Regions from separate parts of the Arachis hypogaea genome. Here region 1 is linked to region 2. A link is a contact called in public Hi-C data. All regions are on one chromosome and are shown on one strand. The core of a region is the stretch at or near the end of the contact, and the rest is flanking DNA. Distances in the headings are between cores, read along the strand shown. Region 1 holds the start of LOC112777246 (E3 ubiquitin-protein ligase ATL6). Region 2 holds the start of LOC112775669 (DNA excision repair protein ERCC-1).

The links. A called contact is a pair of places that touch in the nucleus more often than the background predicts.
Region 1: a Hi-C map of leaf shows a contact between it and region 2, with 5 times the contacts expected there. The contact joins the promoter of LOC112777246 here to the promoter of LOC112775669 in region 2. A contact is called at or near these places in 2 of 8 Hi-C or Micro-C datasets (both in leaf).

Annotation. Positions count from the first base shown.
Region 1 is chr19:46,497,243-46,503,662 of arahy.Tifrunner.gnm2.J5K5, reverse strand. It overlaps LOC112777246 (E3 ubiquitin-protein ligase ATL6), which reads left to right and starts at 2,452. Exons shown (of 1, transcript XM_025821579.3): 1 at 2,452-4,066. The coding sequence starts at 2,660. The coding sequence ends at 3,853.
Region 2 is chr19:45,697,834-45,704,110 of arahy.Tifrunner.gnm2.J5K5, reverse strand. LOC112775669 (DNA excision repair protein ERCC-1) reads left to right here and starts at 1,782. Exons shown (of 10, transcript XM_029295492.2): 1 at 1,782-2,179; 2 at 2,306-2,595; 3 at 2,700-2,808; 4 at 2,917-3,020; 5 at 3,708-3,807; 6 at 3,928-4,004; 7 at 4,502-4,601; 8 at 4,748-4,819; 9 at 4,932-5,000; 10 at 5,150-5,830. The coding sequence starts at 2,333. The coding sequence ends at 5,482. LOC140181760 (a long non-coding RNA gene) reads left to right here and starts at 5,871. Exons shown (of 5, transcript XR_011876936.1): 1 at 5,871-6,166.

The sequences.
Region 1 (6,420 bases), core at 1,203-3,702, 800 kb before region 2:
GGAAGTTTCTATACAGGAATATTATTATAAGGTTTGGAGTCTCTTACTCCATCACCACAAATAATGGCACTCAATTTACGGATATAGGCTTTAGAAACTTGGTAGCTGACTTGAAAATAAAGCACCAATTCACATCTGTAGAACACCCACAAGCTAACGGACAGGCAGAAGCTGCCAACAAAGTCATACTAGCTGGGTTAAAACGGAGACTACAGGACGGAAAGGGAGCTTCGGCCAAAGAGCTCCCACAAGTCTTATGGGCATATTGGACAACTCTGCACTCCACCATAGGAGAATCACCTTTCTGACTTGCTTACGGAATTAAGGCAATGATCCCAGTGGAGATAGAGAAAGGATCTCCTAGAATAATCCTCTACAATGAAGAAGCCAACTCCCAAAATCAAAGAGAAGAGCTTGACCTACTACCCGAGGTCCGAGAAGGAGCTCGAATTAGAGAGGAAGCGCTAAAGCGTCAAATGACTTCAAGGTATAATCAGAGGGTAATCCGCGAAGCTTCACCTGCAACGATCTCATCCTAATCCAAAATGACATCAGAGCAGGTCAATCAGGAGAGGGGAAGCTAGTAGCTAACTGGAAAGGACCTTACCGAGTTGTAGAGGTACTGGGAAAAGGCTGCTACAAGGTGTCTGACCTCAAGGGACGAGAGCTACCAAGGTCATGGCATGCCTGTAATCTAAGAAGGTACTATAGTTAGACAATAATAAAGATCTTAGGTTAAGGTGCACTCTTTTTCCTGAAAAAGGTTTTTTAATGAGGCACCAAGCCAAGATCTACAAAATTGCCCGATTTAGAAGGGTAAGCACTTATATGAATACATTCTTGTCTATATGTCTATTTTCTACTTGAATAAAATTTTTCAGATTCCCTAAAAGGTTTCCTACCAAGACGTATTGATTTGAGCGAAAAAATTCATTTTCCGATCACGACAAGGTCGGCAAGGTAAAAACCAAATTCACCGTCCGGTCATGACAAGGTTGGCAAGGTGAAAACCAAATTCACCGCCCGATGACGACAAGGTCGACAACGTGAAAACCAAATTCACCATTTGATCACGACAAGGTCGACAACGTGAAAACCAAATTCACCGTTCGATCACGACAAGGTCGGCAAAGTGCAAGCGATTAAAACATATCAATGCAAGAAGTTATGAAAAGTAATCCATAAAAAGTGGCCTGACGAGGTCTGACTAAAAATGGACTGCTAAAAATAACTTACAAAGAGGTCGGACAAAACGACCAACGCAAAAAGTTGTAAAAAGTTATCCAAAAAAGTGGCCTGACGAGGTCTGACTAAAAATGGACTGCTAAAAATAACTTACAAAGAGGTCGAAACAAAACGACCAACGCAAAAAGTTATAAAAAGTAATCCATAAAAAGTGGCCTGACGAGGTCTGACTAAAAATGGACTACTAAAAATAACTTAAGAAGGACCCACAAAGAAGAAGTCGGACCTCCATAAAAAGTGGCCTGACAAGGTCTGACTAAAAATGGATTACTAAAAATAACTTAGGAAGGATCGACAATAGAAGTTGGACCAATGAAAAGCGTGCATTAAAAGGGAAAGCCACGACCACCGCAGATCTCGTCCGAGATCAACCTACAGTTTCAGGTAACCCTCGGAACACTTACCATTCCTTCAAATGCTTTCCGTACAGCAGAGTTGAGATCAACTTCCAATAAAACTGGATCTTTATCCTCCTTAAATTCAACTTCTGTCCACCTATTGACACTGACAGCACCTGCACAAAAGCTCTCCATCTTTTGGTAATCGATTAGTGAGAATTTGTCTGGTAATGAAAATTTTAAGGCAATATTTCCATTGCAAAACCTTCCAAGCTTTGGTAGATCAGGTAAATCACAGAGCCAAACCTTAAACCACGATCCAGAAGGCTGTAAATTATTTCACCGTTAGGCTTGAATTTTGGCTTGGGCAGAGATAAGGGGTTAGGGTTAGAAATTTTTTTATAGGAACTTAATTGTATTTTAAATTATTATGAATTTAAATATCTGCAAAATAAAAAATCAAGGATATATTTATCTTTTTATAAAAGAATTTAAATATAATTCGGTTCATATTGTGTAAATCGATCGAAACAAACCAGATCTAATAATTATAATACAGACAATTGGACTTATTATTTTTGCTATGATAAACTGATTTTGTTGTGGTTTATTAAAAAATAGCTTATTAACCGGTTTAATAAAAATGTTCAATCATATTATGATACGTGTACACATCTTTAAAAAAAAATCATTTTTTGTGTCTTTATTTAAATGGTCTCTATTTTTTTTGTTAGTGAACTTTTTTTTTTCATTAATTAACTGCCTTCCTAATTAATTTCCTTCCTAATAGAGTTGGTCCCCCAAATATTTTTTCTATGGAAGCTTCGGCGGCATTAAGTTAGTCCACGTAGTACACCGTCTCTGACCACAACTTTAAATCACTTAATTAATTAGATTTCAATCAAACATACAAACCCTCAGCTTCATTCTTACCTTCCGTTCCTCAACAACTGGCAGCGATTCCCACTTTTTCCATTTATAAGCTAAACCCCCTTCACTCTTAACACCCTTATTTTCTTTCTTCTATTCTCTACAACTCAACAAAACGTTGTTCAGTGACCAAAAACAACACCACCATGACCTCCATTTTGCATAACCGTCCAAATGACGCAATTATCCTTCTCTCCTTCTTTCTCTTTCACCTGCTTCTCTTCTTTCCCTTCACCGGAGCACAATCCGATAACAACAACCAAAACAACAATTACTACAACCGTTTCAGCCCTTCCATGGCGATCATAGTTGTAATCCTCGTCTCCGCACTCTTCCTCATGGGATTCTTCTCCATCTACATCCGCCACTGCTCCGACTCTCCTTCCGCCAGCATCCGCCACCTTGTCGCCACCGGCAGATCCCGCCGTGGTCACCGAGGTCTCGACCCTGCCGTCATCGACTCGTTCCCAACCTTAGAGTACTCAGTCGTAAAAATCCACAAGATTGGAAAGGGAGCACTCGAATGCGCAGTGTGCCTCAACGAGTTTGAAGACACTGAAACGCTGCGTTTGATTCCCAAATGCGACCACGTGTTCCACCCTGAGTGTATCGACGAGTGGCTCGAGTCTCACACCACGTGTCCGGTTTGCAGAGCCGACCTCCTCCCACAACCGGGAGACTCCGTACGCGGCGCCGCCGCCGTCGTGATTCCGGAGTTGGCAAACGACGAGTTGTCCTCGCCGCGCAATTTGGAATCGCGGAACCAAAGCGACGTCGTAGTTGCTGTGGAGCAAGAAAGTGAGAATCTGGAGAGTAATAAGAATGAAAGGGTAAGTGTTGATGAACGGGAAGTATTGTGTTTGAATATGAACCAGGCGTTGAATTTGAACCGCACCAGGGGTTCCCGGTCGGGGAGGCCGAGGAGGTTTCCGAGATCACATTCGACCGGGCACTCGCTGGTCCAACCAGGTGAGGACACAGAGCGGTTCACTTTAAGATTGCCTTTGGAAGTGAGGAAGAAGATTCTAGAACCTCAGTTGAACCGAGCGAGGAGCTTGGTTATTTTGCCGAGAGAAGGGAGCTCAAAGAGGGGTTACCGAACTGGGGGCGGAGAAGGAAGTAGTAGGGGCTGGTCTACAAGGCGGTTAGACCGGGTTTTTAAGTCGGACCGGTGGATTTTCACTATGGCGCCACCGTTTCTCGTTAGGGCGTCGTCAATTAAGTCACCACGGGTGGCTAATAGCGCCGGCGGCGGAAGTTCATCGGCTGCTCCAGCAGCTGCACCACCAGTTCTGACTGCACCAACAGCAACATCAGAAATAGACCATCTACCGGTTTAACTGAGCTTTCTATGAACCCAACTTAAATGGTTCTTTTGTATTTATTCTTTTGTTTGTTTTTTTTTTTATAATTATTATTTGGCCACGATTTTGGTTTTCCAACGTGAAATTTGTAAAGATGTGTATAAGTAGCACATTTATTGATACACAGTGAAATCATATCATAAATTAAATTTCAGTTCAATTAAGAATGTTAAGAATTTATAAGCAAAATGAGATAGGTTGAGGATTTTGGAGTAATTATTTTACCTGCGTCTTCTATATTCTATGGTGAGGGCTATACTCTGTGATGAGGGGTCCATCTAAAGCTTCATCTTTTTATTAGTGATGATTTTTCTAGATAAAAATTAAAAACTAATAAAAAAGTCATTCAAATGCACATATTTTAAATATGTTTTATACTTCAGATTGTTATTATCAGCAACTAACTTTTTGAATAAGCAAGTGTGCAACTTTGAAAAAAGTGAAATTGGTTTCCTTGAAATTTTGGGTCTATTCTTAGTTGATTTCTGGCTTTTTACCATGGGTCTATTATTTTTATTTTAGGAAATTTAACACAATAAGTGGAGTATCGTATTAGATAAACAAAATATTCAAACAGTACTCAAATAAACAAGTAGTACTCAAGTCATTGTGAGAAACTAGAGAAAATATTGTAAAGATTTTTTTTTAATGAACACCATAAATTAGTTATAGTATATTTATATATTATTTTATTCTATTTTAATGACCAATTATTGTTAATTAATTTTTGTATTCACATCTTTTCATTTATTTGTTACTGTTTTTAAAATTTATTATCAAATTATTATTATTTTAAAACATATTACTACCATGATAAAAAGATAACAATTCAGTAATATATTTTAAAATGTAATAATTCAATAATTAATTCTAAAAATAGCAGTTGATAAGTAAAAAATTCCCGTATTCATGTAGCATGCATGACTCAATAACATATATTGAGGAATCGCCTTATTCATTTGCTTCAAATTATCTATCAGAAAAACGATAAATAAGTTTTTAACTTTTTATTTTAAAGATAAATAAATTTTTTATTAATTAAAAATATAAAAATATTTTTTATTATTAAAAATGAAAGATATTTAAGTTCTTTTAAAAAATTTATTTATCTTTATATATTTTAGATTGACAAATTTAAATATCTTACTTTTTAAAAAATAAAAGATATTTTTATATTTTTAATTAATTAAAAATTTATGTATTTTAAAATTATAAAATCAGAGATTTTTTTTTTCGTTTTTAACATGAATGGTCAATGATAGTCCTAGTAGAAATTAAATATGACTTTGTACTTTTCATATGAGATATTACTTTTATATGAGGATAGTTTCATTAGCTTTAATTTTATATTTTGAATAATATACATATATATATATATATATATATATATGTACAAGATGTCTCTGGTACGGGTTGAGAGATGGATCGAGAACTTGTGGGTTGAGGCAGATGTCGGATCACTTGCCTGGAGCAATGGGGGGTGGTACCTGCAAAGACACTCCGACGCTCAAGTCAGAATGGATCTAAGAGGTAGAAGGTGTGAGGAATGAATGAATACCTGGAGGGACCTGGGTCCTCTATTTATAGGTGATAGTGAATATCTTATCTTATGTTATTTGGCTAAGATAAGGGAGACGTTTGAATTATCTTATCTTATCTTATCTTATCTTATTTGGCTAAGATAAGAGAGACGTTTGAATTCGAAAGTTGGTTTAGGAGTTCTAGTGGGCTGGTTCCGGGCCTTCTGGAAGGGCGAAGGGGGTCGGACCCTGGTAACCGAGTTCGGGGAACGTTCTGGGTGTAGGATCCGTGGGCCGGATCCGTAACAGTTGCCCCCGGAGCGAGAGAGTGAGTGTGCTCAGTCTCATCGCTGGAGAAACATTTTTCTCGCCATTGTGGTTTGGCAAGGAGATCGTTGTTTGGTTTTTCCGATCGAGGTCGAGGATTTGGGGAGTTCCTAGCCGTTTCATGGTTAGGCCAGGAGCGCATTGTTTGGGCATCTCATCACATGCCGGGTTTGATGACCGTTCCGAAGAAGGGCCCGGAGATCGGGTCTGGAACAGTTGCCCCCGGAGCATGAGAGTATGCTTTCTTGGTCTCAATGCTAAGTCATTGGAGAGTCTGATTCTCTGTAGTTCGGGAGACTGTGAGGGGCTTGAAAAAGGCGTGACGTCATCATGTACCAATTGGTAGGATGTTGGTCAATATGGATTTCCGCGAATTGGAAGACCGTCAGCTCATGCTTGTTTTGTGTGGCCTTTTTTGGGCCGTTATTGTGAACTTATTTTAGGCCTCTTGGTGGGCCGATTTCAAGACTTTGTTTATTTAGCTTATTTGGATTCCCGTTTTGTTGGCTTTGCGGGTGATCGATTCACGAGTCACTATTTTTGTTATTTGGATATCCATTTTGTTATTTGGATATCCGTTTTATTGGCCTCGGGTGATCGATTCCCGGGTAGCCGTTTACTTATTTGGATATCCGTTTTATTATTTGGATATCCGTTTTATTGGCTTTGGGGTGATCGATTCCCGGGTAGCCGTTT
Region 2 (6,277 bases), core at 533-3,032:
TACATTATGATGAATAATGAGATTGTCATTGATACAATGAATATATCTCAATCCAACCGTGTGCCAAGGAGAATAAGCGAAAGTTAGGGTCTGTTTTTTTTTTGGATTTCAAGTAAATTAAGATGTCACCATTTATAGCATAAATTTTAAAACCGAAAACACCTTTTTGAAAAGAGTAAAAGTAGACGATAAACTTCATGTTTAATCCATATGTATTATACACACAACAAAAGTAGGTTATGCCAACTAGTGTTTTTTTTTTTTTATTATTAGAAAATGTTAGCGGGTCAGCAGGAATTACTACTTCCTGCCATGAGGTAACATAATATTTTTAGAGATATGAGTTTTAGTCTATTGTCGGACAACTAGAGTACTATGATCGAGTTGGTGACTACCATGGATTAGCAAGTAAACAATGACTTTAACGATGACCATGTAGCGTTTTTGAATTAACACTTCCTGAGCTAACCATTTCTATTAAATCTAAAGTTATATCACATGTTGTCCGATAATTGTGTTCATGTGTTGGGCCGAATTTAATTAGACCCAAACCAAACTATAAAAGGCAATCGATTGTATTTTAGTCCTATACAAATCTGACAACAACCTAAACTTAGTTAAATTGGGTCGACCAAATTATATTTTTATTATGAAAAACAGGGTCATATCGGGCTGGATAATGCAAAAATGACAACAAATAAATTTGAAAAACCCTAACCAAGCAAAAATATGCCTTCAGCTCGGTTTGAGTTTTGGGCCGGTCTGGGTCGTGAGAACCCTTAGTTTTCATTGAACTGATAATAGCAAACACATATTTTATTCCAATAATCCAATCCTTGAACCCAACGGGAGGACATTCTTTAGTACGAAAACTAGGGTGTAAATTAGGCGCTCTTCCAGCTTAAATACTTCTTCGGGAACCATTTTAATTTCTAATCTTACTATGCATATGTTTACCTTTGTGGATTTAGTCATCCTTAATCTTTGGTATTTTGGTCCTTTCTTATTGCTCTGTCCAAAATAGACTAGACATAGACTATGAGAAGAGTGACTACTCGGATGAGGTTATACTAGCAGAACTTCTTTGGAAGATTGAATGTAGATTCCTAAAGCAACGAATGAGTTATTGTGTAGAAGAGTGGAGTCAACAAAGTGGTGAACTAAGAAAGCTTTTCTTGACTGAGGAATCCCTCCTTTTTGCAGCAAACGTTATGTGAAGTGGAACGGCGAAGGAAGTAAGACGACGACTCTAATAGTATTAGGTTAGTGGATAACCCACAACGACCAACGCGAGCCGTCACAAGTAGATAAAAGGTAAGCGAATCTTTCAGAAATTACTAGAGAATCTTGTAAACATTTTCCAAGGCCAAGAAATAGATCAACATGTTTTCAAACTAAAAAGATGTCAAAGCTATCTCCACAGGTATCCCTTAAAAGGCGTTCAAGATGCACGTTCTATCTCAAACCGGTCACATATGTCAATTTTGTTATGTTTGAATAGTTTGAGTTTTTTTTTTTTCAAATTCCCATAAGCTCGCTGCAATTGATTTTTTTGGGTAAAAACCAAGATTTTAAAAACCGATTCGAATCGACCAGTCGAATCAGTCAAACCGCAAATCGAAAAAAAAAAAAAAAGCGAATCAATCAGATGAGAAAATTGGAAAATTCAAAAACTGCTCTTGAACCATCAAACCGGCCAGAAATCGATCGACTGAATCGAACCACGACTCGGCCGGTTTTTTGCATTTTAAGTTTAGACGGCGCCGTTTTGTAGCACATTAAGGCACGGGAGGTAACCCTCACCGCCCCAGCCCTAAGCCTGCCCCCTAACCAAAACGCGCTCCTGCCTCTCTCACACTCAGCCAGTCCGAGTTCCTCTCATCGAGCTCGTGCTCCTCCGTCACTTCCGTCCAGCCACCGCCTGCTACCGCCGCCGACGCAATTGCGAACTTGGAAGCCACCGTCGCGGCGTCGCATCTTCCTTCCCCTCCGTTGCGCAGCAACCGTCGCAACTTCCTTCCCCTCCATTGCGCACCACCGTCGGAACGTCGAAGCCTCCGTCCCGCAGTCGTCCCGCCGACGCCAACTCTGTTCCGCCTTCAGCCTTCGATCGTGCTCCACTGCTCCCTGTCCCCCTCTTGCACCAGCTCTGCCCTGTTCTGCGCTCCCTCAGTCCCTGGTATTCAAAATTTTTTTTTGTAACTATAATTGAATAATTTTTCATTAATTTTGTGAACTGTGAACTATTAATTTTTGTTGTTGTTAATTTTGTGAACTGTGAACTATTAATTTTTCTTGTTGTTAGTTAATCTGGGAACTGAGGAGGTGGAAAATGGAGAATGAGTTGAAAGAGCAAAACAATAAGAAGAACGACGATGGCGCGAACAAGAAGAGCTCCGTAGTGATCAAGATACCTTCCTACGAAGAAGTTCTCCAAAGCTCGCAACAAAAATCAACTCCACCTTCACTCTTCCTTCCCTCGCAAACATTCTCCCAAACCTTTTCTTTCGTCAAATCCTCTGAGTTCTACGCTCCTCCGCCTCCTACCACCAACACCGCCACCACCATCACCGCTGCTTCTTCTTCAATTTCAAGGTTTACTTTACACATTTTTGGTTTATCTTTGCTACGAATTTTGGTCCATTGTTAAGTATAAACATCGCTATCTGTAGTATTTGAAGATTAATTTGATGATTTAGGGAAAGTTCTCAATTGAACCCTCCATCTTCAACTTCGACGTCTTCTGCTGCTGCAGCTTCGTCTCAAGTCGCTCAAAGTCGCAATGCCATCCTTGTTAGCCACAGACAGGTTTAAGCAGTGTGATTATTTTCATTTATTGAGTTTTCTGTTCTAATTTTCATTATTTATATTATTATTATTATCTGGTGAACGTTTTTGTTTTCTTGTATTTTGCAGAAAGGAAATCCGTTGCTTAAACACATTAGGAATGTTAGATGGACCTTTGCTGATATTGTTTGTGACTACTTGCTTGGTCAAAGCTCATGTGCACTCTATATCAGGTTAGGCTTTTTGTCTTTTTCCTTTCAATTTTTGGGAAGTTTAAGGTTGCTTGTTTTGTTGTTGTATTTAGAGGTAGTACTACACTGATTTAGTGCGGTTGTTCGTTATGTTTGTTGTTGTTGTGATCAATAAATACTTATGTTGGATGGCAAGTTGCATTCCTTGCTAGTTTGTCCGGAAATATAACTTATTCAACCGATTTGAAGTCAAGTGATCTATTAGAGAAATGTTTTGTGTACTCGTTCTTTCTTGTACACTACGTCAACATTATGAGCATTTAGGAGGAGATTTAGGAACCACAAGGGATAAGTCTCATACCCAAGAGGGGACTGGCATGTGTTTGTTTAGTGAATGAGAGAGAATAAGTGGACATAACACATTCGTTTTTATCACTGAAGTTCCATCTTTTTCAAAATGTGATGCACAGCTATTTCCTCGTTTGTTGAACTTTCATATCAAATTGCAAGCTGATGATCAATCTCCTCGTTCATGGTCTATCAATAGTAGGACGATGCAACTGTTTTTATTATTAGGGTCCTGTATTAAGAAAAAAATGACACTCACCACATGACTTAATTTAGTAATGAACTAAGCTACTTGGAATTTTCTAATTCATTTTCTCACTAGTAGGATTGGTTTAATATATTTATGCATCAATTTGACTCAAGTGGATGTTTCAAATGCAGTCTCCGGTATCATTTGCTGCATCCAGACTATTTATATTATAGAATAAGGGAGTTACAGAAGAATTTCAAGCTTCGAGTAGTCTTATGCCATGTTGATGTGGTCAGGCACAGATATTCCCAATCTCTAGTTGCATCTATTTTATTTTATGCTTACCGCAAATCTATCTGGAAATATTGTCTTCATGAACTAAATTACATTTTTTTACCTCATTGATTGCAGGAGGATGTAATGAAGCCTCTTCTTGAAGTTACCAAAACAGCTCTGCTTCATGACTGCACCCTTCTATGTGGATGGAGGTGAAATTAATGCTCCTTCTAACTTGTGAAGTTTGCATAGTTTCATGCTTAAAATGTCTTTCTATTTTATTTTTGTCAACTCTTAGTGGTGTAAAAATGGTGCTATTATCTGCTATTGGCTAGCTGATGAGTTTATTATGAAATACTGACTAGAAAATACAGAATAGCTATCAATCATTCAATCCTCTTATTCAGGATGAAGGTTCATGGTTAAGATGTTGATGAATAATGTTAATGTGAACAGCTACTCAGATGCATGCTTGTTCCTTGTGCCTCTCTTTTGTTTTAGGTGATACAGTCACAAAAAAGAACATTTTAGAGGAGAAAGATTCTTGTAGTTTCAATTGCATTTGTTGTTTTAGCATAATTTTACTATTTAAAGGAACTTGCAACTGCTGTAACATGCAAATTAATTTCAGTAGCTGTAGTAGCATCTGGTAAGATTCCTATTACCTAACTAATTTAGTTTATATCGTTCCATTCTACTGTCATTCTAGCTTGGAGGAATGTGGCCGTTACTTGGAGACCATAAAAGTATATGAAAACAAGCCTGCAGACATTATTCAAGGCCAAATGGATACAGACTATCTGTCACGGGTGTGCTTATGGTTTATGGTCAATGAATTAATTTATAATGGGTTTTAGTACTTTCGAGATAAAAATATCGTGCATTTTTTTAAGTCGAAAAAATAATTTATTCATTGGCATCAAATATGCTGAACCAGTTTTACTTTCAACTGTAGCTAACACACGCCCTTACAACTGTCCGACATGTTAACAAGACTGATGTAGTTACCCTTGGTACCACATTTGGGGTATGTATATCTTTTTTTAAATATATACTTTGTAGGCTCATATTGCCACATAAATATTCATTGGTTTTATTTTTGAAAGCATTTTCATCAAGAATAATTCTTGTCTTTTCAGTCTTTGTCTCACATTATGGGTGCATCTATGGAAGATCTAGCTCGCTGCCCTGGCATAGGTGAGCGCAAGGTATATAGCTAATGCTGAAAGTGAGATATGACAAATGGTTTGCACTTCACTTTATTTGGCTTTGCTTGCATGATTTACAGTTTTAGTGGCTTGGTCCACAGTGATAGGCAGTAATCAAAAGAGCACTGAATACTTTTTACACTTATCAGGTCAAGCGCTTGTTTGACACGTTTCATGAACCCTTCAAGCGATTGGAATCCAGCAGGCAAGTCATTCCAGAGACGTCTGTCCAGGATAAGACAGCTAGTCCTGATGTATCAGCTAACAATGATGCTGAACCTTGCTCCTTGAATGAAGACAAGCAAAAGGACGCTGAAGATGTGAACAAACGCAAGGAGAAAGAACCTGAACTTACTGTCAAATCTGCCCTCTCTGAAGCCTTTGCCAAATATTCTAACAGAATTGGCAAGAGGAATAAGACTTCACAAGTAGAGGAGAAAGTAGAATCAGGTGCTGTTAGAAAATCAGAGGCTGAAACATAATTACATGATGCTTTCCACCATCCGTTAAAGTTTTCCCTTAAGCATGATATTCTTTTAAAATTTGAAGGCTCGGTTTATAAATCCACAATCTAGAGCCAGCATGGCACTGCACTTTGATTCTGAATCAGAATGCCTTTAATTGATTGTGGACTTTTCCTGCCCTGCATATGCATTAGGGTAGTATTTGACATACAGCCTTGGTGGGGTATAAGCGTTGATCCAGATTCCATATATAGAATTAGGAATGGAATGGAATTCTGGAGTTGAGAATTTAACTGTTGATTGTTAATGCACTTAGCAAGCACCAACTTTTAAATATGACTACGTTTAACTCATTGGTTTATTCCATTTCGACTAAGAATTCTATATTTTCTTTCATCATTTCTAGTAGAAGGCATCTGGGTTGCTGCCCATGCATGGATGCGCTTAAAATGGTTCGTTAGGTTTGGAACTTCTTTAGTACATGATATTACACTTTCTTTTCCACTTTCCATTCTCCACATTCAAGAAATTATGTTAGTAACTTGCTTTTAGAGTTGACTTTATCTAACTATTTTGATGTTTTCCGCATGCTATTATGTTCTTCTCATGTTCTTTTGAGTGTTTTGGGCTGAAACCAAGCTTAAAGGAGAATGACTTGGAGGGTGTAGTTATATCAAAAGATTCAAAGTTGGTGCTCTTTAGGTACATTTTTTACAAAATTGACTTTCAGATCAAATGTTTTTAATTTCGATAACCTTATAGAAAATTTAGGACAAAATATAGTGTTCGTACTGCTATGTATAACAATAGTTG